4 separate regions of the Mus musculus genome follow, and all the other regions are linked to region 4. A link is a contact called in public Hi-C and HiChIP or PLAC-seq data. All regions are on one chromosome and are shown on one strand. The core of a region is the stretch at or near the end of the contact, and the rest is flanking DNA. Distances in the headings are between cores, read along the strand shown. Region 1 overlaps Gm34346 (a long non-coding RNA gene). Region 2 overlaps Atp2b1 (ATPase, Ca++ transporting, plasma membrane 1). Region 3 has its middle 42 kb from the start of Gm34297. Region 4 has its middle 64 kb from the start of Gm40750.

Region 1 (6,281 bases), core at 3,750-6,249, 130 kb after region 4:
AAATTCGATTTCTAGAGGACTATAACAAAGTTTCATATACTCAACTGTGTAAATAAAAGAAATGCATTGTCTCCAGTTCCTGAAGGGAGAAGTTTGAGATGAGGTTGACCCTGAGGAATGTGAGGGGTGAACTTACAGGCCATCCTAGCTCCTGGTAGTGTGCTGGAATTAGTTTGCATTCCTTTGTTTGTAGGTGCATCATACTCTCTCTGCCCCCACCTTAACATGATATTCTCCTCCACGTACTCTTCTGTTTCTGTATCCAAATCTCTTATTTTTACAAGGACATCAGTCTTAGTGGATTAGGACCCATTTGAATAAAATCATCAAGTTAGTAATATACAAAAAGTAAGGTCACACTCATAGATACAACCTGAAAATTAAATATCGTGTAGAAACACACAATTCAACTCTTAACAATTCTAAGGTCTCCCAAGCAAGGCCAAAGAGAGACATCCTGGGGATTTTTAGAAAGACAATTGAGAAATCTCATCAGGATAACTAAAAGTGGTGCTATGTTAATCTCAAGAGCACTTAGTAAACATGTTTTTGCCCTGTATAGAAATTCCAGCTGCAGTAATAAGAAAACTAATATACATAAGAGATGAAATATTTTTAAATTGCTAAAACATACAGAAAGCAAAACATCACCTGTGGATGTGACAGCATCTGAGTCACTGGTTCCAGATGTTTCACGGAAGAGCCTCCAGCTGTCGGGCCCATTCCAAGGTTTCCTTACATCTCAGTGGTCTTTGCAATTTTTGATATTAATATTTTTGCATCTCTCAGTCTTCAATTATTTGTCCTCCACTGTATTCACTTAGGAGATTCCATATCAAATGTAATTATTAAAAATATTATAGAAATATATACCACCAAAAAAAAGATTGTAAGCTACCCAACAGGGAATATAATAATAAATGCTCTGGTCAACAGAAAATGAAAAGACATCCAGAAACATTAGCAATGCTAATAATAACAAAATTATCAGTCGGGACTTTGATGTTGTGATAGAGTTTGTTCTGAGTTTGGAGTTCAACAATAAAAGCTTACTTTATTTAGAGTAGAAAGTTCGGTAATCATTCTCTGCTGGTTGTGCCTTGGCTTCTCATAGGCTTCATATATCCTTCTTCATATATCTGGCAAGTGTCTATGATCTTGACAGACCTAAAGAACCAGTAAAACAGGAATTCTAGGGGATTATTATCTATTTGGGGTGTAAAAGCTAACAGGGAAAGAATTCATCTCAAGGACAGAGAAAACCAAAGGTTAATCAGAAAGTGGTAGCCACTAACAATTTTACACACACTCAGAAAACTGAGAAAAGGCAAGTTTATTCCCTTAAGTCTCCACGAATCATTGAGAGTTCTGGTCAGCCTCACTATCATTGTCTACTATCTTGGCAACAGTACATACAATGATACTGCAGCCTGTTAGTCATGTTTACCAACAGCATTGGCCAACCAAAAGAGAATGCTACCAGCAATATTATCACCAGTGATTTTATGGATAAGAGTTTGAAAATGTTTAGTGTCATCACCATTAAACAAAAGGGGGGAGGAATGGATGTATATATACCACGTGGTAGTTAAAACTAGTTTGGAGGCATATCTGAAACTAGTCCCCAGTTATTTCAGTGAATATATTAAGATTTTTACAGCCTACAAAGAAGACAAAAGTAAAAACAGACTGGTCCTGTTTGTGGCTATTATTATAAGCTTACTTTTTCTTCTGTTTTGTTTCAGCCCAGAAAAAGACATTCATTCTTTTGAGGTAATCTCTAGGCTAGCCTTGAGCTACAGCCTTTGCTTCATCCTCTCCTGTGCTAGTACTAGAGAGCTATGACAATATGGTTAACTAAAATCTAATACTTTGAAAGAACAATGAAAAGAAATTGTATGCATTTTCAATTATTCTTTACTATTTGTAGCTTTATATTTCCTTTATAGTTGCATTGTGATTACACATATTGAATTTATTTTTACTAAATATCAATAATTTTATTTCAAAAGTCCCTAAGGAGCAATTTGAAAAGCACTAGTAGACAGAATAACAGGAAAAAAGAAAACAAAATACTCACAAGGTGTAAAATGAATCTCTACCCCAAGGAAGCTGAGAAAGGACGGGTACTCCAAGTTCCTGGGCTACAGGGTAAGATCCTGTATTAGAAAAGAAAACTAAAAAGAAAAGAAAAAAAGCCCACTCTACCCCCACCCCCAAATGGACATTGTGGTACAGCTCTGTAATCAGCCCTTGGAAAGTGGAGGCAGGGAGATCAGGAGGAGTTCAAGGTCATCTTCTGCTATGTATGGAGTTCCTGGCCAGCCTAGGGTACAGGTGACCTTTGTGGTGGGGTACAGGGAATATAAAAGAATTGGAACCCCTATCTCTGGCTAACTGGGTACTCAGCTCAGAGAGAGAGGCAGAAATCACTGAACTCTCCCTCTGTGGTATGTGGATCACACAGGTCTATAGGAGGCTCTGGCTATAGATGTAAAAATCCTCAGAGCCTACCTTATTTGCTATCAGCTATGCCAATCCTGTTCAACACCAACTCTGTCTTGACACCCTAGTGTTGAATCATAAAACTTCATTATGTTTAAACAATAACGGGTTTTTTGTTTTTGTTTTTTGGGTTTTTTTTTTTTTGTTGTTTTGGTGGGTTTTTTGTTTTTTGTTTTTTGTGGTTTTTTTGTTTGTTTGTTTGTTTTGGTTTTTTGGTTTTTTAGTTTTTTGTGGTTTTTTTTGTTTTGTTTTTTGTTTTTTTTGTTTTTTTTTGTTTTTTTTTTGTTTTTTTTGTTTTTTTTTTTGTTTTTTTTTTTTTTTTTTTTTTTTTTTTTGAGACAGGGTTTCTCTGTATAGCCTGGCTGTCCTGGAACTCACTTTGTAGACCAGGCTGGCCTTGAACTCAGAAATCCACCTGCCTCTGCCTCCCGAGTGATGGGATTAAAGGTGTGCACCACTACGCCTGGCAACAATAGTGGTTTTTAATGTTTTATCTGAATATATCCATGTTTCAAAGATAAAAATCTAGGCATGGAAAAACTCTTCAGTGACAAATTTTGGCAGTTTTGTTGTTATTGTGTGTTTGTTATTGTTCTGTTTTATTTGGAGACTCAAGAAGTTTTGTTGTTTTGCTTTGTTTGTTTTTTGTTCGTTTGTTTGTTTATTTTGTCTCTTTCTTTTTTGGTGCTGGAAATGGAACACAAGGCATTGCACACACTAAGCAAGAGTTCTACCACTAGGTTGCATCCCCAGCTCTTTAAAATAAAACTAGAAAAAACTTTCTTGAGGCAGATTCTCTTATATTTTTAGTTGTGAACCTAGCCTTTAATGGCTGAGCCATCTCTCCAGCCCGAAGCAGATTGTCAATATACAGCCAGATTATCCTTATACCCAAGGTCTTTCTGCCTCAGCCTCCTGAATGCCAAAATTAGACATGTACCACTGAGCTCTTGTTTTAACTTCAAAACACTAAGTAAATTCTCAAAACTTATAATCAAAACATCTGAATCATAAATCCATTAAACATTTTGGATATAATAAAATAGTAAATTTTCAATTCTAAATGTTATTTTTCAGCATAAAATAAAATGTCATTTTAAAACTAAAATTCATTTTAATTACTCTTAAAATTACATTCATATTAGACAACCACATATTTAGTTTTTACTTATATATTTACCACATGCTATCATATTTAATGTTGAAAATAAGATTTTACTAACAGCTGGACTTTTATTATTTTAAAGTTGAAACCACCTTTAAAAATCATTTGATGTAAGCCTTAACATCCAGCATAGAGTCACTAAATTTTAATTTCAGAAGTGACCTCTATGGAGCATAAGGGTCACTGTTTTCAAGATGTTTTGCTATTTAAATACATGCTTCATGTTGCGTTAGTTTAATACATAGAAGAAATAATGTTTACAGGCAATTAGGATTATAAAACTCCTGGTTAATATTAAGTAGGTTTTAGAAGGATCTTCAAACCTCACCTACCCTGTGTGATATACTCTATGTCAAGCCGCGGAAGGATTGTAGGGATTAAACTAGTGTCCTTTACCCGGAAAAACAAGGCAGACACAGGGTCAAGTACATCTCTGAGAAAGGGCTCATCTCCTTCCTAACCCTTGAAACACTCTGACAAGCAATGCTGTGGAATGTACTGAGGGAGACCGTCTCCTATCCTTCCGCACCACTTTATTCTCTAAACTTTGTGCAAAGAGTTGAATTGAAAGTTTATCAGATCACAAAACGACACCTTTCAATGTAAAAACTATATCATATTCTATAGCATTATTATAATTTTGGGTTATAAATTATTTAGACAGAACTGTTAAGAGTACATTTGGAGGTTGTAGGATTTTTTTTAAAAAGACTATTTTGTAAATACACTGCACTGGGTGTGGGGAGGGGGAACTATTTCTTTAAATAATAAAGTGAGTGGCCAGAGATGTCTCAACAGGCAAAGATGCCACCAAACCTGACCAACTGACCATGATCTTCTGATGTCCATACATACACACATATACTGACTCTCTCTATCTCTCTCTGTGTCTGTTTGTCTGCCTGTCTGTTTCTCTCTCTCTCTTCTCTCTCTCTCTCTCTCTCTCTCTCTCTCTCTCTCTCTCTCTCTGTGTGTGTGTGTATCATTGCCAGGGTTCACTTTTTAAATTTTATTTCTTTTTCACATTTATTGGTGTGTGTGTGTGTGTGAGAGAGAGAGAGAGAGCATATGTTGTTATTTGTTTATTTGGGTTTTTTGTTTTTCATAGGGTCTTATCTTGTAGCTCAGGCTAGCCTGGAACTTTTTATGTAATCCTGGGTTGACCTCAAATTTGCAATCATCTTGCCTCTGCCTCCCCAGTTCTGGTTTACAGGGTGTTCCACTACGCCCAGTTGTTTGTCATCGTTACCATAGAAACTAGATGACTGGCGAGTTAAGTAGACACCTTCTCAGAGGTCCTCACCCTAATTTCCATACCCTGGCAGCATGACTTTTGTACATAACATGTATCTGCTGAGCATCAACAACTGCCTATGTGAAACCAGAGTTCAGATATGTGGTTAGACACTACCAGGAAAGAGAGAGAGAGAGAGAGAGAGAGAGAGAGAGAGAGAGAGAGCTTTCCATTTTTCAGCTTTAGTAAAAGAATGTATGTAGCTGGCAGAACAATGCTTTTTTTTTTTAAAAAAAAACAGGGTACAGCTGGGATGCTGACAATTACTGGAGAAAAATACTGTGATAACTCTTAAAATATATTATTTTTTTCCAAAACTATGTATTTTCTGATGTGAAGAGCTGAGCTGGGACCATATATGTCATAACTAAAAGTTACTTCCTAAAAAGAAAAAAAAAAAAAAAGAAAATCAAAGTGAAAAACTGCTTCCAACTTCCTCAAGTCCTTGTTCTACCAAGAAAAGCCAGCAGGACAATTGTGCCAGAAGAAAACAATGTTAAGAACTGGTCGATTAGAAGAGATAGATGAAAGAGTAAAAAACTTGGAGAAAATTTTTAAACATACATTTAGTGCCTTTGATGAAAGATCAGGGAATGAGAGGGGAGGGAAAGGGAGCAAAAAGGAGAGAAAACGGTGCTAAAGAGGTTGTGTTGGTTTAATCCTTTTGTTCTTCCCCTAAAAACACTTTTAAAAACAGAAAGAAAGAAAAGCTAAGCTATGGAAACTGTCTCCACCCAAAGTGACAGAATTGAAACTCACTGTCACCAGAGTAGCAGATTTGCTTCACCATTACATGCCCTGCCTAGCACTGGTGGACCCTGGCATCACCTGAGCCATTCCTTCACCTGCATCTAACTCCATAGTTGGCTTCCTGCATCTTTTACAACTGCAGAGTCCCAGGGGTGTAAGATCCTGGCACAACAGAAACAAGGAGAGATAATGGGGATTTGGCACCCACCGCTGAAGTAACAAATCCAGGTAAAGATCCTCCCTGGATGCTGATGTTTTAGGCTCAGAAACACTCCACAAAACACATTAACCTAAGATGAGAAAGTGTGGTCCCACAATGAAGAATCTTGAACTTCTCGCCTTGATGAAGTTAAATGTTCAGTCCCTCAACACAGGACCATAACCTGACATTCACCTGTGTGCTATTACTGCCCAAAACACTGAAAAGACTTTAACCTAAATCTAATTCTGAAGAAGCAATCAAACAAACAGAATTTAGGACTCTCTCTATGACAAGTGACCCGGACTTTTCAAAAACAGTATCCTTTTTCAAAATGGAAAATAGCTCTATTCAAAGAGATGGAAGAT
Region 2 (5,769 bases), core at 2,401-4,900, 210 kb after region 4:
ACCCACAAGATGAGAGCCACTGTTATAGAGGGACTGACTTAGGAATATTGGGTAGATAGAGCAGATCAGAGTTGCTTTTACCAGTAAGTGATAGTAGAAACATTGACTGGAGGAGCGTTTCTGAAATAACCTATGAAACACTGGCTCCAGGGTGTATTAGTAGGTATTAATGGAGGGGGGGTGGGGAGGGAGGGAGGGGAAGAAAGTTAAAATTAAGCTCAGGAAATGCAACATATACCATTTCCCTCTTAGAGTCCCATGTGTGCAAGGCTGAGAAAAGGCTGAAGAGACATGTTTTACTGGGCTGGTAGAAACTCTGTTAGAGTTCCGTGAGTTAGTCCCTCTTTAGGACATCCAGACTCAGTTGCTAGAATGAATTTAGGCTTAGAGTTTGAAATTTTAGTGTCAAGCGAGTAAAATCAACAGACAGAACTTGGAGAGGAAAATCAGTGTGCAGGTGCAGTCTGAACTGAACACATACTCTTCTGTGTGGGCCTTCAGGTGTGCACTAGCCTCTAATGCCTTGTATGTGCAGAGATATACACGATTGGATTCCACCGTGCTGTATAGAGTAGGGTAGGAATCTAAAGTCCTAAGTGGGTACTGACCTTGGACTGTACTGAGGTAGGTATAGAGGAAGTGGTAGGGAGAGACAGAAAGTGGCTAGAAAAGCCAGTCACAGAGTACGAATTGCCTGTGGAATGCGGAGGGGCCTGTCCATGAGAAGAGTAGATAAGGAGGGGAAGGTGACTCGTCTTACTTGTGCACACATGAGAAAACTGAGGCCAGCAGATGTGACCTGCTAGGGATTAAGGGCCAGGATAGCCTAGCCGAAAATCTTGTTCCTCTGATGTTCATTCTTACACTCAGATTGGAAGAAGGAAGAGGTAACAGATGATGGTGGCCACGTGTCTCATCTTGGGAGGGAGAGGACGAGCTGTCCCTGAGAGGATCTCTCTCACAGGATGGGAATAATCATATCCTGTTGTAGATTTACCTCGTAATGAGTCACACTTGGAGTCGCCGAAGCTCAGTGTCCTGACAGCGATCATGAGCTGGATATAAAAATCAGAATGCCATTTAACTGATTTATGGTATTTAAAGTACATTTGTCTGTGTGTGTGGTAGATGAGTGTGACTGTACACACTTTTTTGACTGTATGGAGTGGAGGCCAGGTGTCAGCACTGGGTGTCTCCTCTGTCACTTTTCACGCATTGTTTGAGACAGGGTTGCTCACTGAACCAAGAGCTCGCTCCGTCAGCTGGACTGACTGGCCAGCAGACATCTGAGATCCTCCCAGCCCTGTCCTTCAGTGGTGGGCAATTTGAAAGGGAGGTTTACAGATGGGGCCTCCACTCCTCGCTTTCACATGGCGCAGAGAACCCAGGTCCTCTCAATTCCACTTGAGGGATTTTTTTTTTAAAGGTCAATGTCAGAAACTCTCCAATCCTGCCTATGCACAGACAGGTTACACAGACAAGAGTAAAAAGTTACTAAAGAGCATGTTGGATATATGTATATATATCATATCGGGATTTGTAGATCATGTTGTACCTTTGTCTTAGTCAGGGTTTCTATTCCTGCACAAACATCATGACCAAGAAGCAAGTTGGGGAGGAAAGGGTTTATTCAGCTTACAATTCCATTCTGCTGTTTATCACCAAGGAAGTCAGGACTGGAACTCAAGCAGGTCAGAAAGCAGAAGCCGATGCAGAGGCCATGGAGGGATGTTCTTTATTGGCTTGCCTCTCCTGGCTTGCTCAGCCTGCTCTCTTTTAAAACCCAAGACTACCAGCCCAGAGATGGTCCCACCCACAAGGGGCCTTTCACCCTTGATCACTAATTGAGAAAATGCCTTAGAGTTGGATCTCATGGAGGCATTTCCTCAACTGAAGCTCCTTTCTCTGTGATAACCCCAGCTGTGTCAAGTTGACACAAAACTAACCAGTACAATTGACCCCTTGTCAACTTGACACACAAAAACATCACTAGTAAGCCTCAACCCTTACAATCTTATTCATTCCCATTCTAAATAACTTTAAAAGTCCCACAGTCTTTACATATTCTTAAATTTTCAATCTCTTTAAAATATCCATCTCTTTTAAAATCTAAAGTCTTTTTTACAATTAAAAGTCTCTTAACTGTGGGCTCCACTAAAACAGTTTCTTCCTTCAAGAGGGAAAATATCAGGGCACAGTCACAATCAAAAGCAAAAGTCAATCTCCAACCATCCAATGTCTGGGATCCAACTCACGATCTTCTGGGTTCCTCCAAGGGCTTGGGTCACTTCTCCAGCCATGCCCTTTGTAGCACACGCATCATCCTCTAGGCTCCAGATGCCTGTACTCCACTACTGCTGCTGCTCTTGGTGGTCATCTCATGGTACTGGCATCTCCAAAACACTACATGACCCCTTCAGTCCTGGGCCATCAATTGCAACTGAGGCTGCACTTTCACCAATGGCCTTCCATGGCCTCTCACAGTGCCAAGCCTCAGCTGCTCTGCTCAACTCCTTCATGCCTTCAAAACCAGTACCACCTGGGTGACCCTTACACATTACCAAGTCCAGCCACAGCACAATGTACAACTTTGGCTATATCTGGAACACAGCCACTGTGCTCTCAGAAAACACTTCCCAGAAGATGTCACCTCAATGATGCTGGTCTCTTCTTAATCACCGCTAATTTCTTAGCTCCAGCTAACCAGCATCAATAGTCCCAGTAATGCAAAGTTTTTGCTTTAGTAGTTCTGGTATCTTGTTAATCACAGCTGATTCTTCAGCCCCAGCTAACCAGAACTACAGAATCTTCACAATCAAAACAGGAATGGCCCTGAAAAGAGTCTTTAATTTTCCCTCTGAAATTTCACAAACCAGACCTCCATCTTCTGCAGTGTTCTCAACATTATCTTCCAAGCTCCTACACAACATCCGACAGAGCTCTTAACAATGGATGGATCTTCAAGCCCAAAGTTCCAAAGTCCTTCCACAGTCCTCTCCAAAACATGGTCAGGTTGTCACAGGAATACCCCACTCTGCTGGTACCAATTTGTCTTAGTCAGGGTTTCTATTCCTGCACAAACATCATGACCAAGAAGCAAGTTGGGGAGGAAAGGGTTTATTCAGCTTACAATTCCATTCTGCTGTTTATCACCAAGGAAGTCAGGACTGGAACTCAAGCAGGTCAGAAAGCAGAAGCCGATGCAGAGGCCATGGAGGGATGTTCTTTATTGGCTTGCCTCTCCTGGCTTGCTCAGCCTGCTCTCTTTTAAAACCCAAGACTACCAGCCCAGAGATGGTCCCACCCACAAGGGGCCTTTCACCCTTGATCACTAATTGAGAAAATGCCTTAGAGTTGGATCTCATGGAGGCATTTCCTCAACTGAAGCTCCTTTCTCTGTGATAACCCCAGCTGTGTCAAGTTGACACAAAACTAACCAGTACAACCTTGTTCATGGGGATTGGGAGGATTAGCTAGCATGAGCCATACATTGTGTGTAACAGAAAACGACTTAGAACAGTACCTGCCCAGGTGTGCGCTTTAATTCTGGTAACTACTGCTAGTGACTCACTTCCTTCCATCTGTGACACACAGACTACTAAACCTCACAGTGTGCTTCTATCACTTTACGCTGAATGTGGTTTACACGAAGCCTGGGTTTTCCTCCTCAAGCCTACTCAGTCTTTGCTTGCTTTGCTCTGGATGACCAGCCTGTTTCTCCCTGTGGAATGCATCCCCCGTTGAGTTACCCTGATTTATTCAGTGTATCTAGTAATCATAGATCTGGAGACCCGGGCTCTATTTTATTCTTTTGAGGGCTTTTGCTCAAAGTGATCTTCCTGTTCCCCTCCATGTGCTGGGGAACTGTTGCTGTTTGACTGATTTTCGTCTATAGAAATGGCACTGGCATTCGGCTGACCTAATGCAAGGGTTCTGCTTTTTACTTCCTCCTAGATGTTTCCATCAAGACAAGGTCAGTGAAGTCTCAAGTTTTTTCCTCTCTTCCCTAGAAAGACCTGGACTTTGGGTTTTGGATACTTGGTTTTCTGTGTTCAGATTCTAAGACGGTTCTTCTGAAGGCCGGATGTCTCATTGTACTGTGCCGTTTCCCTTTCCTTGTTCAGACTGGCGTGAAGCATACACTCTTGGTTGGTTCGTAAGCGTATTGAAGATGTTACTCAGTGCTTACATTATTAAAGTGGCCAAAGGACATACGATCAGGACATTGATGTCATTGCACTTGGCATCTTTACATAAACTGTTGGTGGATTAAAAAAAAATCAGGGTCCCAAGCAGTTAATAAAAGCAGCATTTTGACTTTGTGTTGTGCACATTACATTTGGAACATTAGGGAAGTGTGCTTACTATTTAATTTTTAATATATTTATCTTTCATTTATTATTTAAAATATAACCTGGAAGCTAACTGCCCATTTCTTCCTAATTGCTGGTTTTTGTCTCTTTACAGTATTTGGTTATAATTGTTGGGTACATATGTTTCTGTGTTTTCCTCCCTAAATATTATGCAGCAAGGAGTTTTCCAGGTTTTGTCTTAGTTTTCTTTAATGTTTTTTTTCAAGAATCTTAAATATTTAATAATTTAAATATCTGATTTTAACCACAGGAAGAAAACTTTTCTCCCCTCTTTAGGTGACCATTTGATATTCTTTCAAATATGAGCCAACCTAGTTTGGGAATTAGCTGTTATAAAATTCTTCAGCTTTTTGAAAATTTTAAATTTCATCTGGAGTCACTGTATGAAAGGACATCAAATACCTTCAAATACCAAAATTAACACATTTGTCTGTTTAATAGATGTATACTATGCACCCTCCACGATACAGTGTTAATATTAAGTGTATAGTAGAATCTAGTTAAAATATTTTGTTGCTAGTCAAAATCATCACCATAGCTTGAGTTGTCTGAGTGCTCGTTCTGTATCAGTGCTGGCTCTAACAGCAAGCTAAGTCCAGAGAGTTAAAATGAACAACTTGCTCACGTTTTAAAAATTAGGATGGTGAGACAGTATTTGTCAAGGTCACTCTGCTAGTTCAAGAAAATGTGACATGGGCTATGTGATTCCTGTTCTGATTAACTGGTGGGTCACGTGGCCTTGGAAGTGATGAAGGAACCCTGGCTTCTGTGAAGCACAGTCTGCCTTGCTAGCCCCCAATGAGCCTTCCTTCCTAAAGGACCATGCTGTCTTTATTGGTGTGGCCACGTGTGCTCCAGTTCAGTTTAATTACCCTGTGTTGAGCAGTTTTTATGGACAAAGGGCTGTTGCTGGAGTAGTCACTAGGAGATGCAGAAATGAATGACTCTCCTGCCTTCAGGCATCCTTGGGGTTTAACAAGGAAGGATGCAGTCTGCATAGAACAGAGGCCTTGAAAGACCATGGGAACACATCAGTGGATTGTTCCCATGCTTTCAGGCCAGAGGAAAGGGGCAATGCAGAGAAGAAGCCCATTAGTGGAAAAGGAATAGGTCAGCTTTCACTAGGGCGCATGCACCAGTGTGGCAGTTGGGGCCCTCTGCTAGCGCGTGGGTCTGTTGGAGATCTCTGGGGGACTCATGAGCTAGATAAAGGCTTCCCAGTTTCCATCACTGTCCTCCAAGAACTCTTCATCTTCCTCATTCATGCATTTCACATTCTGTAATGCTAAGAAGGGAAATTAAACTTGTTTCTGGTCTTCTCAGAAGATGGCACAAATATCTTTAGTTTTATAAAGTGATTTCACTTGTCTTTATTAATAGCAGAAAGAAAGAGTCA
Region 3 (5,968 bases), core at 906-3,405, 250 kb before region 4:
TTGGTTATTGCTAGCTTCTATCTTCTCTCTCAATGTTCACAGCCGCCAACTGAAATGAGTCATTAACCTTCTTGCCTGGATTACCGAAAAATTCTAATTTATCTTTTCATCGCTTCTGTTTTCCCTTCTATACAGCAGTTTTCTCATCTACAAAGTTGGGACATGTGACTGACGGTTGCTGCTCTGAGAGACAGAGTCTGGGAAAAGCAAGTTGAACTGACCAAAATTTTTCCTATAAATTTACATGACTGTTTCAATCTATTTTTGGTTAAACCAGTCAACTAGGTCATTTTTTTTCTGGTTCACACTAAAAGCAAGTTGATAGAAGTCAAACAGTACTCCTTTGAAAACCAAAGGTAAGTGTCCTAGTTTTCAATTGTAGAGGTTAGGGAGATGTCCCCTACTGGAGGATCTGCCATAGGGCTACTTTCATCTGAACTAGAACAAAGGTAATTCTGACCTGGAGTCATCCGTGGGTGGTTGTAAGTAGCCTTTGTGGCATAAAAGCTAAGTGGATGGATATTCCTGCATTCACGTCGAAGCTAGACCTTTTATAAGAACAGGGTGGTGTCCAGCTTCTGTCCTCAACACTTAGCATATACGACTTGACACCACGTTGATAACAAATCACGTTTTGATTCAATAGTTGAAAGAATGGACTCTTTTCAATGTGCCATTTCAAAGAACTTATCAATGAAGCTTCTTTCAATATCTGGCCTATCCTCTATCCCTGCCAGGTTTTTATTTTGTCAGACAAGACATTCAAATAGTTATATGACCGATGTACTTTAATTATAAGTACACACAGATATAACACTGGAAAGGGTAATAAACCGAATCTTACCATAGAAGAATGTGTTCCTTCTCAGCTCCTACGGTCCAAAGAGAAAACTTCTAATGCATGAAATAACTTAGAGGGCAGCAAGCAGGCCTCCTCCAGAGACATTCCCAGCCATGTAGGAGGTAACAATGCCTCTTTCCCAGCGTCATGCATGTCATTTTCAAGCATTATTGAATTTTACGGGAAAATAAAACATTATTTCCCAGTTTTGTGATCCTATAAAAAGGCATTTAGTAAGTAAGAACTTTGGAGAGGTCCTCTATACTCGAAGCTCAAATGTCGTGGCTAGAAAAGAGACTGGTTCCCCTAGCCATGACTGAACAATGTGGCTGTTCAGAGAACAGAAGATAATGTGGAGTTACGTGTTTTCTAAAACATGAACAGAGAAATATATTATCACAACCACTATTGCTGTCATTTTTATATATTAGTGACCCTGATTTGAATTACAAAAATAACTAAAAGTTGATAATCTTCCTCAATGTATATTCCCAAAATATGGCTAGCTGCTTAGTAGCATTACAAAGAATGCTAGAAAACCAGAACTCCCTAAATAAATTCTCGGGATGGGCTGCCCTATGCTCCCTGGGTTCTGTGTGTGGATTCTACAGCAACTCAAGAGCACAAAAGGTGTCCAGTATTTTAATGAAGCAAGTGGCAAGATCCAACAAGGCCATTAGCATTACACAGGGGAGACAGCAAGAGAAATGACTTCTTCCTCTAGGATACTGGAAATGTTCAACTATACTTAAGAGAAACCAATGTGACACTTTGCTTTTATTGTTTTTTAAAAAGAGACCTTCAAGTCTTCTCATTAATAGCTAAGTTTATTCGGCTGCTTTCTTCTGTCATTCTTTATACGTACTGGTATTTGTCCCTATGGTTTTTTTGTTTGTTTGTTTGTTTGTTTACTAACTTCATAATTCCACTTTTTAACTTCTATTTCTCATTTTACAACAAGACAACAACAAGAAGAAATCCCTCCTCATCTCGTCTTCTCTTCGAATATTTTTTTATTCACCCTATTTCCGTTATTCTTAATTTCCATGCTTTTCTCCTCTCTTCAATCTACATGACTGTTGGGCGCTTACGAGTTCTTGATAAATCCTCTGCTGTTCATCTCCCTCTCTTTCACAATCCTACCGGTCTGTCCTCCTTTGTAAATTATGTTTATAAAGCATGGGTGGGTGGCCTTAAAACCCTGCAGGAACAATCCGTTACTAGGATATCTGCGAAGGGGGGAAGAAGCCACAGTGAGGAGCATTCTTCCGAAGAGGGGGCAGATGACGGACTAGCATCGCTAGGTGGCAGTATTCCAGACAGGATCCCAACCACAGAGCTGGGTACTGCCTCTCCACCCCAGTTCCTGCCTGTTAATGTCCTATATAGCGATTTTGATTCAGAAATTTACTCGGTTGTCTGCAGCATCTGCATTTGAAATCTAGGGCATGTCACATCATTTCTCAAAAATAACATAACTTAACACTTTTAGGATGTATGGCTGCTGATTTGAGCTCAATTAGAGAGAAAATGGTTTTGTAGATTTGTCTCTTTTTTTTTTCTTTCCATGAAAAGAAACTACAAATTTTAATGGTCTTTATATAGAAATTTTCAGATTAATGAAATTCCAAAGACTAGCACAACATATTGTCTATGGAGTAGACTGTATTAATCAGTGTTTCTTGAAAACATGCCTTTCAAGTCTTGCAAATTTTACAAATATACATATAATATATTATATACATATATATATGGACCTGACCTGGTTTACAATATACTACCTAGGAAACTTTTAACATATTATGAAACCCTGTTCTTCCTTGGTTTCTCCACTTGTAAATGGAGGTATTCGTAACACATTTTTCTGGAAAATATTGTAGTTTAAGTGGGTTAATATGTGTAAAAAATTACAACCATATCTGGCATATGTAGCAACCAGTCTTAGGTTAGCTACTCTGTGTTCAAATGACCTTAAGCTACCTATTTATTCTTAGTATGTGTGTGTGTGTGTGTGTATATAGTGTGTGTGTGTATAGTGTGTGTGTGTGTGTGATTGTGTGTGTGTGTGTACTTGTGTTATGTACATAGGAGCTGTGTACCTTCTTTTACTTGAGTATCATCCACCCAAAGTCAGGCCTCGGGCTTGCACAAAAGACATTTTACAGAATGACCCATATCCTTCAGCCCCAAGATTGCATATTTACCTCTAGATTATGATATAATTACATGATTTCTTCCCTCCTTTTCTTCCTCCAAACCCTCCCACATACTCTCCCTTGCTTTCTTTCAAATTCGTGGTCTCAGTTTTTATTAGTCATTGTTACCGTCGTACTTATATCTATTTTTCAGCACTAGACTGGGTATCTTCAGTGTAAAGGGTTTTTTAAGGATTTAATATTTTTATTTTATGCCCATGCATCAGTGCCTCCATGTGCATATGTGCACCACATGTGTGCTTGGTGCCAGTGAGGCCAGAAAAGGACACCAGATCCCCTAGAGCTGGAGTTACTAGTTGTCGTGAGCTGAGACCCAAACCCAGGCCTTCTGCAAGAGCAATAAGTGTGCTTAACTGCTGAGCTGCCTCTCCAGTCTTCCTATGGTAAATCTTAAAGTAAGGGTCCAGATGAACCACACAGATCCTAGTAAGGGGTGAAAAGGAACACGGACTTCTATGGAATAAAAACAGATCAACTATCACAGTAGTAGTGCCGGTGGGAGAGAAAGAAGGAGACACTTCCGTATAAAGATGCCTCAGTGAAACCAGAGGCTGATCAGGCTTGAGTGTGTGACCTGACAGAAAGAATGTTCAGTAGAGTTTCTTGCAGAGAAATGGCTTCCACTTACCCTGATAAGAATGACTAAGAAGGAAATATTGGCACTATTCAAGAACTGGGTCATTTTTCCTTAATGCTCACAGGTGTCTGTGAACAACTCATTTCAATTCTCCAAGAAGCACAAGGGAAGGAATCATTTCAAGGGCCAAGAAAAAGCTATTATACTCCGGCCTACTGAAGTGTGACTCTGAAATAGTGAAACAAATCTTTAAACAAAATGTGACATGAATCTTTTCTCAAGTAATATGCCGACCTCCTTCCTATAAAACGCTACAAAATATCTCTGAATAAAGAATGCATTCGTGAGCCACATTTTCCAGGAGTAGGCATGGGTTTGGACTGAGTCATCTGTTATTCATTCCTTGGGGTCAATTGTGTGAATGTGCAAATCATCTTGACATGGGATAGACTGTCAGTCACATGGGAGGACACAATCAGGTCACACAATGAAGTCGCAGATCTTGACAGTAATAAAACCTAGGATTAAAGGTCATCTTTTGCAAAAGTTATTTCCAATAAAGCTGACCATAAGGTTTTTGTCCCTGGAATGAGATCATATAGGGCTTGTGTTTGGAGAGAATGAATTCACAGGTTCTCTTCAAACTCTACTCCTGTAAAGCTGTGGTCTTGATTTCCAAGATAAATAAAAGAAGCTTCCTATAGTAAAACCTTATATATAAGTATATATAAGTTTTATATAAGTAAAACCTTAGTGTGCTTGCCTCTTAAATGATTTTTTTCTCCCAAACCCAAACTTTCATTAGTAGAATCTCTTTGGTTAGTAGAGCTTTGGTTAGTATAAAAATCTTTGAAAGTTCTGTGTTAGACTCTGACTAGCAGAGTCTATGAAAAAGTTTTATAGGCAGATAGTTTCATTATTAAAATTGGAGCAAGAGTCAGAAGACTCAGATCACAGATGATGGCTTATTTCTCTATTTCTTTAATGATCATAATTACCAATTTTATAAGAATAATAATTTCAATTTCAAAAAAAATCATTTTCTTTTCAAAAGTCAAAACCTTTGCTGTTGTGGTCTGCAGGCTTTAATGACTGTGTCACTTTTATGACTGACTAAAAGAAACCCTCCACACATTGAAATGATTCTTTGCAGCATGGAGGCATAAGTCATGATTAGTAAGACACAAGACTCCTGAGGTGATCCCAGTCTATATGAGAGGCATCTGGTGGCACTCATGATGATGCTATTTTGTTTCCAAATGAAAATTTGCTTTCTTACATAGTTTTCATAATGGAGAAAAACTTAATTCCTTTTGTTGGAATACAGTAGTTGTTGAATTAGGGAAAGGCTGGAAGAAGTTGAGGAGGAGAGCAACCCTGTAGGAGGACCAACATTCTCAATTAACCTGGACTTCTGAGATTGCTCAGACACTTGACCACCAACCAGGCAGCATACACCAGATGATATGAGGCCCCCAACACACATACAGCAGAGGACTGTCGTGTCTAAGTTCAATCAGAGAAAGATGCACCTAACCCCCATGAGACTGGAGGCTGCAGGGAGTTTAGAGGTCTGGTGGGAGTGTGGGTGAGCACATCCTCATGGAAACAAGGGGCTGAGGAGGAGGTCTGCGATGTGAAACAGTTGGAGGGTGGATGGGGTGGAGGGAAGGAATAAAATCTGTGGTGTAAATAAATAAATGACAAAAAAGACGAATTATAGCTATTTGTACTATGGAACACCCAATGACTTGTAATTAGCATGTCATTCTGAAAACAACTGATAAGGTTTTTTTAATCTTTTTTTTTTTTTTTTTGAGTATCTACTTGGCTTAGGTTAGCTGACATTTTCTTTCTTTTTTTTTTCTTTTTTTTTCCTTAGATAATTGCTTTATTTACATTTCAAATGCTATCCCAAAAGTTCCCTATACCCCCCCTGCCCTGAACCCCTACCCACCCACTTCCACTTCTTGGCCCTGGCATTCCCCTGTACTAGGGCATATAAAGTTTGCAAGAACAAGGGGTCTCTCTTCCCAATGATGGCTGACTAGGCCGTCTTCTGCTACATATGCAGCTAGAGACACGAGCTCTGGGGGTACTGGATAGTTCATATTGTTGTTCTACCTATAGGGTTGCAGACCCCTTCAGCTCCTTGGGTGCTTTCCCTAGTTTCTCCATTGGGGTCCCTGTGTTCCATCCTATAGGTGACTGTGAGAATCCACTTCTGTATTTGCCAGGCACTGGCATAGCCTCATACAAGACAGCTATATCAGGGTCCCTTTAACAAAATCTTGCTGGCATATGCAATAGTGTCTGGGTTTGGTGGCTGATTAT
Region 4 (6,318 bases), core at 3,540-6,039:
GCTATGCCCCGCCTGTAACCTTAACTATAAATGTTTCTGTACTGCCTCTTCCAGGAAATGGCAATCAACTCTGAGTTTCAACAAGTTGTTTATAACCAACTTGCAACCCTACCTTTGTTTCAAAAGAATTGTTCTGCCTACCTTACAATGACTACCTGTTGTAAGGACCCTCTTGGAATCATGTCTTATTCCAGGAGGTCATTGTGATGAACTTGCTATGCTTACGTTCTGCTCTTACAGCCCAAGCTGTTTTGCCCACCAAATCCCCTATTTGGAAACTTCCCTACCTTTGAGCTATAAAACCCTTTTGTTCCTCACATCTAATCCTGACCCCTCAAACCTGCCTCAGGGAAGACAGCCTGTACATACAAATAGAAATGTTTGCTTTAATTAACTGCTTGCCTTCATTCATTTGGCCATGAGAATTTGGGTCAGTTGTATTTCTTTTTCCATCTTGGGGATTCGGAACTGGTAAAAGAAAGGCCAAAGGAGCCTAGGGTTCCTCTCAAGGGATCCCTGAATACCAGATCCCCAACTGGCCTAGACAATACAAAAAGTAATTAATTTGCCCAGCTGCACATTATTAAACACTCAGCAGGAAAGTATAACCAAAGACTAGAGATTGGTCACCATCCAGGAGCTTATACTCCCCAGACATTAGATATAAGTCTACATGAGATGGTATTTAGACAAGTCTACCTCAATAATTATTTGAGTCTTTTTTTTTTTTAATGTTGCTCAGATATAGCACTTCAAAGGTTGGCTCACTGCAGCACCAGGCTCCAGCCAAAGGAGACAAATCCACCATTGTTTTAAACTAAAGCTTAACTGATGGTTAAATATCTCTTTTCTCTCCCTATCTAGAAGCCATATGGAAGGGCATACATTGCCTTCCAGCTGATCCAACAGCCACCAAAAGGAACCTTCTGGGCTCTGGAGAACAACCTGAGAGGATGAAGAAGCATGAGGAGCCCAATAGATGGGGGATCTTGCGAGTTCATAAAGAGATTTTAATGACTAATGGACGTTTAAACTCTCTATCTAGGCACAAGCCAAGGACTTGCAATCATGTATCTGATAGTTGGTGTCTTTTAGATAAGACCCTTTGGAGGGAGAGTCTCTTAAACTGCTGCATCTAACACCCCAAATTCAACTATAAGAAGTCAGGCCAATCAGCACCCCAATCTCATAATGACAGTTGGGCTTACGTCTTCGGAAGGAGAAGGAGTGATAAGAACAGGAGGTAAAAAACTGGCTAGGGAGTTTAGGGTAAAGAAAAATATCCACTTTCTTTCTTAACCAAAAGCTGGAAATGTCTCATCGGTCCCAAGGCAGCTTCACCCTTGCCAGAGGCAAAAGATACCAAAAAGCATTGGGCAGCTCTGATCTCTGATCTAGTTCCTAACCGTATTTTGAAGTTACTTCTTTGGGGAGGCAGAATGTTAAGGCAGCAATGAAAACCTGTTTAGAGAAATTTCTGGTGCTCAAGAGAAGATAAGCCCCTGGGTGCTGGCCTAATATTACAACGGGGCCAGGTCAATCTCCTGGTCAAAGGACCATGCCTAAAAGGTTGGCTCACCTTAAATCATGCAGATGAAATAGCCAGGCTCATTAATTCTTTGTCCTAAATCAACTACCACAGGTATTCCTTCCCTCTTGAACCTGCTTACTAGAAGAGGGGACAGAAAAAGAGAGCCCAGAACTTAGTGAGTTTAAAGAAAAGAATGTTTAAAAACAAGAAGGATTTATAAGAAATATTTAATATATTTCTGTGTTTTCTATTAAATACTATAAAACTTGCATTCCTGATAAGGAATTCAAATCTTTGTATCTTCCCATAAGTACCTTGAAAGACTTTTATACAAATATTTTAATCTCCCACACATGCAAAACCTTAGTTTACAGAAAAAGACCCCCTGCAACTTTCCAGGAACAACGATCCCTGCCCCCTTCCTCCTTCATTTCCGGTGTGACTGTTGACTAAGGGTTGGACCCCAGCCAATGGGAAGGACACAGTCACTATCTGGGTTAGAACAAAAGCCAAGTGTATTATTTGCCTTTCTCCGTGTGTTCGATCTTCCAAGCACACACTCTTGATTAAGAGTAAAGCTTGCCCTATCTACACACACACACACACACACACACACACACACACACAAATAGCTGTTCACCCCTTTTGTAACAAGTGTCAAGATCGGGAGTTCACATGAAGGAGGAGTGTTTGTTTATGAGAGTGTTTGTTTGCCGGACAGGATTTCACCTTGTAGCCTAAAATGGCTACTCACTCCTCCTGCCCCAGCTTCAAACCTGTTGAGATAACAGGCATTTGCCACCACATTTAGCTTGCAATGAGGGCTTTCATTAAAACAACACAATTTACTGGTGATAGATTTCCCTTGGTGAAATGAGCCAATTTAAGCCAGATTAGATTATATTAAAGGCAGGTTTACTGGAAAGCTGTTCTTCGATGGCCCCAAGGATTGAGGCCAGGAAAGTCACCATGAGGAGATGGCAGTGAGAGAAAGAATGGGAGAGTGCGCAGAGAGAGAATGGAGGGGGAGGAGGGAGAGGAGGAGGAAGGGAGTGGGAGAGAGAGAGAGAGAGAGAGAGAGAGAGAGAGAGAGAGAGAGAGAGAGAGAGAGAGAGAGAGAGAGGAGAGAGAGACCTCTGGGGAAAGGGCAGCCCAGCCCCAAGGCTGGAACGTTCAAGGTTGGGGGCGCAGGGAATGCCAGGAAGGGACTGAGGGATGCTGGAAGAACCTGGAAGCCAGGTCTGTTTTGATATATAAAATGTTCTCCGGCTCCAAAACTAAACAATTGGCATTATAGATGGTTTCCCTCTAAAGGATGGTATGAGGAGTTCCTAGCTGAAGATTACAAACCCAGGCGGTAGAGAAATGGATACTTCTTTGAAGTATTTAAACTGAGTTTTTAAGAGGGACTCGGGTCTCACCCAGGAAACAGGTATAGAGAAAAAAAAAAAAAAGAGGGGCTAAATGTTCAATCTGTCAACACCAGAACATCTGTGAACAACTTCAGACCAGAAATTGAGCCACTGGTATTTGATCACTGGCCTGAAGAAACCCCTTTGTCTGTGAGGGGCTATAAGCATATACCATGCACCTCCTAGCGTTCTTGAAAGCATTTCGTGAAGTCAGCGTGTTGCTTCCTAAGACAGACAGAAGATGGAGGACCGATACAATTCAAGGTTTCCGAAAGATTCTCATTAAGTGCTTGGCCTTGTACTCCGTTCTGTATGCCAAGATGGACGATGCTGACTGCCACCGGGGTTAAAGCCTCGACTTTATCTCCCGACCTTGACTCTGTCCTGACTCCGGCTACTTCCGTGTCAAGCTGTCCACCACAGTCAAAGCCCCCCAGGAGCTGGCATCCGACCGAGGCTGTTGGCAAGTGCATTTTCGACTGGCTGTTGAAGCTGGTGAGCCACAGAGTCATCTCGGGAGGAGAGTGAGGTGGCATTCGCAAACGCACAAATGAGTAATGTGAGCCTGCCGAGCCTTCTGCTCCTAAAAAACAGATTTCTGTGACAGAATTAGATAAAGACCTATTTCAAACTTGCATAACTCAGCATTATGCTATGCAAATCTTCATGCTTTTAATTTCCTGCTAAATTTCATGGTCCAAAAAAATCAACAGATGCTGAAGAAAATTATATTTATGTAAAAGAGCTTCTAATTCAATATGAAAATAATAAAAGAGTGAAGCTTTCTCGTGCAACTCAAAAAGAAGAATCTGGGCAGAATGTTGAAGTCCAAGAGCTTCCCCTAGGGTGTCCTGGCATAATACAGTGACCAGATGAAACCAATACAACCCTGTCTCACACACACACACACACACACACACACACACACACACACGTGTCCTCTCTCTCTCTCTCTCTCTCTCTTCTTCTTCTTCTTCTTCTTCTTCTTCTTCTTCTTCTTCTTCTTCTTCTTCTTCTTTTTCTTCTTCTTCTTCTTCTTCTTCCTGACACTTCTTCACAACTTTTTAATAGCATATTTTTCAAGTTATCTGAGTATTCTGGGGCCTTTTGAGGATATAGCTCCTAGTCTCTACTCATTCCAAAAATTAAGGAAAACAAAAAACAAACAAACAAACAAAAAACCAAACAAACAAAAAACCACACACGTGGGTGTGTGAGTGTATGGATTTGTATTTCAGAAACACGGGTAACTCTTTGTTAGCCAGACATCTTACACATTTGTGTCGTCAGGCTTAATGGTTCTGAATTTTAAAATGTGACCTTCTACCCCAAAATTTAGTAGCTTATAATAGCCACAATTATTCCTTTGCTACTAATGATATCAAACATTGATTGGCCTCAGCTAAGCAGTACTTAGCTCCGTGTCCCTGACTTGAATGTGTATTCTCCCAGTGGCCAGGCTGGAGTAAACTCCAAAGTGGTGCATGCTCACTTGGCGGAAGCTTACCCAGGGCTGGCTGACTGAAGCACCCAAGTCCTCCTTTATGTGGTCTTTCCATATCATTCCGGTTTCTCACAGGATTTATTATCTTGTGGCCCTATCACAGCAGCCTCAGTGTAATAATAAATTTGCAGGTGTCATTACACGGCATTACTTCTCCTGCCTGAACATTTTACAGAACAAACTCTGGTTCCACAGCACAGCAAGGTTGCCTCTTCTCCATAAGTCTTCACCCTACCCAAATCTTTCACACTACCCGAATCTTTCCTATCGGTAGAGGAAGCACAACTGAAGGTTTTATTGTTAGGGAAGTAATCTCACTGCTGTTTATAAAGTGCCTTCTCTCAGTTGACGCGGTCTCAATGGTAACCAGAGAAACTGACTCATGACTTCCGGCTTCTCCTCAAGGCAGGAACTGAGTGAGACATTTTTTCAAATTACTCAAGTCAGATCGGATTTCAAGGAGGCCTGTCACTCCTTGGGGTCATTTAAAAGGTGAGGGGCCATTATAGGCTTGAAAATTCCTGTGGTTTATAACCCTGTTTGGGATTTACCTTGAACTCTATAAATGTGAAAAATAACCCAAATAGGTTTCCAAGCAGACCACTTAGGTATAATTGTTAGGTACGTGGGAACTCTACTCACTGCTTTTGTCTAGGAAGTACTCCTTAAAAAGTTGATCCAAAAAAAAAAAAAAAAAATCACCATTCGTTCGTTTCACACTTCAGCTCTTTTAACTTTCAAACCCAGGACCAGAGTTGCAGGTGCCTTATTAACATATCAAAGAGAATCTGGCAAGGTTCCCCCAGCATCCCTCAGTCCCTACCAGTTACAGAGGATGGCCCGCTTACCCAGGCAGCCATGCTGACCTCTCCAGCCCAGTGGCTGGGCTGTCCTTCCCTCCCAGAGGCTCTTCCCTATATAATCCAGACATTTCAGTTTCTTGCCCCTTTTTGTACCTTTGGCCTCTGGGCTGCAGCATCCGGTTGCTCCGTGTCTCTCTTCCCCTCTTCCTCACCCTACAAGGTTCAGGATACCGACCACTCTGGGCTCTCCTGGTGTATTTCTGTCTCTGGCTATTCCTCTCTTTTATCCACAGTAAATATTGTCCTCCACCATACCTAGGAACAATCATGTCTTTTCCTTTCCCCCCTTTCCCCCCTTTCCCCCCCCCCCCACACCCCCCTTTAACTAGTGCGGAATAAAGCCGCAAAGTCCTAACCGTGTAAGCTGTAGTTTAACAGGGGTTGAGGGGAAAACCTGCAACAGGACACTGGCTTAGCATGTGTGAGGTCCTACATTAGGTCCCTAGCACTGCAAAACTAATAAATAGACAAAGTGATTTTTAAAAAGCAATGAAAGATTCCATTTCCATTGTAGAAGTTGGGCTTTGCTTTCTCCACACACTAAACTGGGCTGGAGGAAGCAGAAACTTGCATGTGGTCAGGTTGCAAGCCTACCCTGTTCTTTACCAAGGGCTCTGGAAGAATGTAGACAGATAAATGCTGTTCCTTTCTTGTTACAGAGATTAAAAAACCAAAGTCTTCTCTCAGATGCCTCCTCTTGATCTTACCCTTCTCCCCTCAGTAAAGGCAGGACGTGAGATGACTCAGTGACACTTCCTGTCAGTTCTGACAACCCAAGTTCTAAGAAGTGAGTCCTTAGACACACACACACACAAACACAATCATACACACACCTCAACCGATCAGTCAATCAATCAACACATCAATTTGATCAAAAAGACCTTTTTTTTTTAATGTCTAGAAGCAACCAGATGTGGAAGCACACACCTACAATCGCCACAGAAGAAAGGGAATGCCCTAAATTCCAGTCCAAAGAGAAAAAAGAAAAAAAAAATCAGGAAACAAAAT

What was found. A called contact is a pair of places that touch in the nucleus more often than the background predicts. HiChIP or PLAC-seq counts read pairs in DNA pulled down with a chosen protein or histone mark.
Region 1: a contact with region 4 is called in a Hi-C map of Th2 cells, with 2.0 times the contacts expected there. The contact joins two enhancer-like sites. A contact is called at or near these places in 1 of 15 datasets of contacts at CTCF or cohesin (CD8 T cells), 14 of 484 Hi-C or Micro-C datasets (CD4 T cells, ECoMG-derived neutrophils, Th1 cells and 10 more), 4 of 115 datasets of contacts at active chromatin or transcription factors (CD8 T cells, effector CD8 T cells, microglia and 1 more) and 1 of 9 other capture datasets (liver).
Region 2: an H3K27ac HiChIP or PLAC-seq map of microglia shows a contact between it and region 4, with 5 times the contacts expected there. The contact joins two enhancer-like sites. A contact is called at or near these places in 1 of 484 Hi-C or Micro-C datasets (macrophages) and 4 of 115 datasets of contacts at active chromatin or transcription factors (CD8 T cells, bone marrow-derived dendritic cells, microglia and 1 more).
Region 3: a contact with region 4 is called in an H3K4me3 HiChIP or PLAC-seq map of bone marrow-derived macrophages, with 5 times the contacts expected there. The contact joins two enhancer-like sites. A contact is called at or near these places in 1 of 39 promoter capture datasets (hippocampal neurons), 13 of 484 Hi-C or Micro-C datasets (Th1 cells, Th2 cells, adipose-derived mesenchymal stem cells and 6 more) and 3 of 115 datasets of contacts at active chromatin or transcription factors (CD8 T cells, bone marrow-derived macrophages and pancreatic cancer cells).

The regions. Positions count from the first base shown.
Region 1 is chr10:98,873,097-98,879,377 of GRCm38.p6, forward strand. Gm34346 (a long non-coding RNA gene) reads right to left here. Exons shown (of 9, transcript XR_871991.2): 3 at 2,081-2,159; 4 at 1,054-1,167; 5 at 137-819. Among named protein-coding and RNA genes, the nearest start is that of Gm34346, 6.5 kb to the right of the region's middle. Within about 2 kb of position 5,000, at least 49 of the 459 cell types and tissues checked have an H3K27ac peak or open chromatin away from gene starts, as enhancers often do. A contact at or near this core is called in CD8 T cells, Th1 cells, Th2 cells and 5 more, where this site is marked.
Region 2 is chr10:98,950,856-98,956,624 of GRCm38.p6, forward strand. The region is part of intron 1 of Atp2b1 (ATPase, Ca++ transporting, plasma membrane 1); the gene reads left to right. Among named protein-coding and RNA genes, the nearest start is that of Atp2b1, 39 kb to the left of the region's middle. Within about 2 kb of position 3,651, at least 63 of the 459 cell types and tissues checked have an H3K27ac peak or open chromatin away from gene starts, as enhancers often do. A contact at or near this core is called in CD8 T cells and microglia, where this site is marked.
Region 3 is chr10:98,492,411-98,498,378 of GRCm38.p6, forward strand. No RefSeq gene overlaps it. Among named protein-coding and RNA genes, the nearest start is that of Gm34297, 42 kb to the right of the region's middle. Within about 2 kb of position 2,156, at least 12 of the 459 cell types and tissues checked have an H3K27ac peak or open chromatin away from gene starts, as enhancers often do. A contact at or near this core is called in bone marrow-derived macrophages, where this site is marked.
Region 4 is chr10:98,739,577-98,745,894 of GRCm38.p6, forward strand. No RefSeq gene overlaps it. Among named protein-coding and RNA genes, the nearest start is that of Gm40750, 64 kb to the right of the region's middle. Within about 2 kb of position 4,790, at least 158 of the 459 cell types and tissues checked have an H3K27ac peak or open chromatin away from gene starts, as enhancers often do. A contact at or near this core is called in CD8 T cells, Th1 cells, Th2 cells and 6 more, where this site is marked.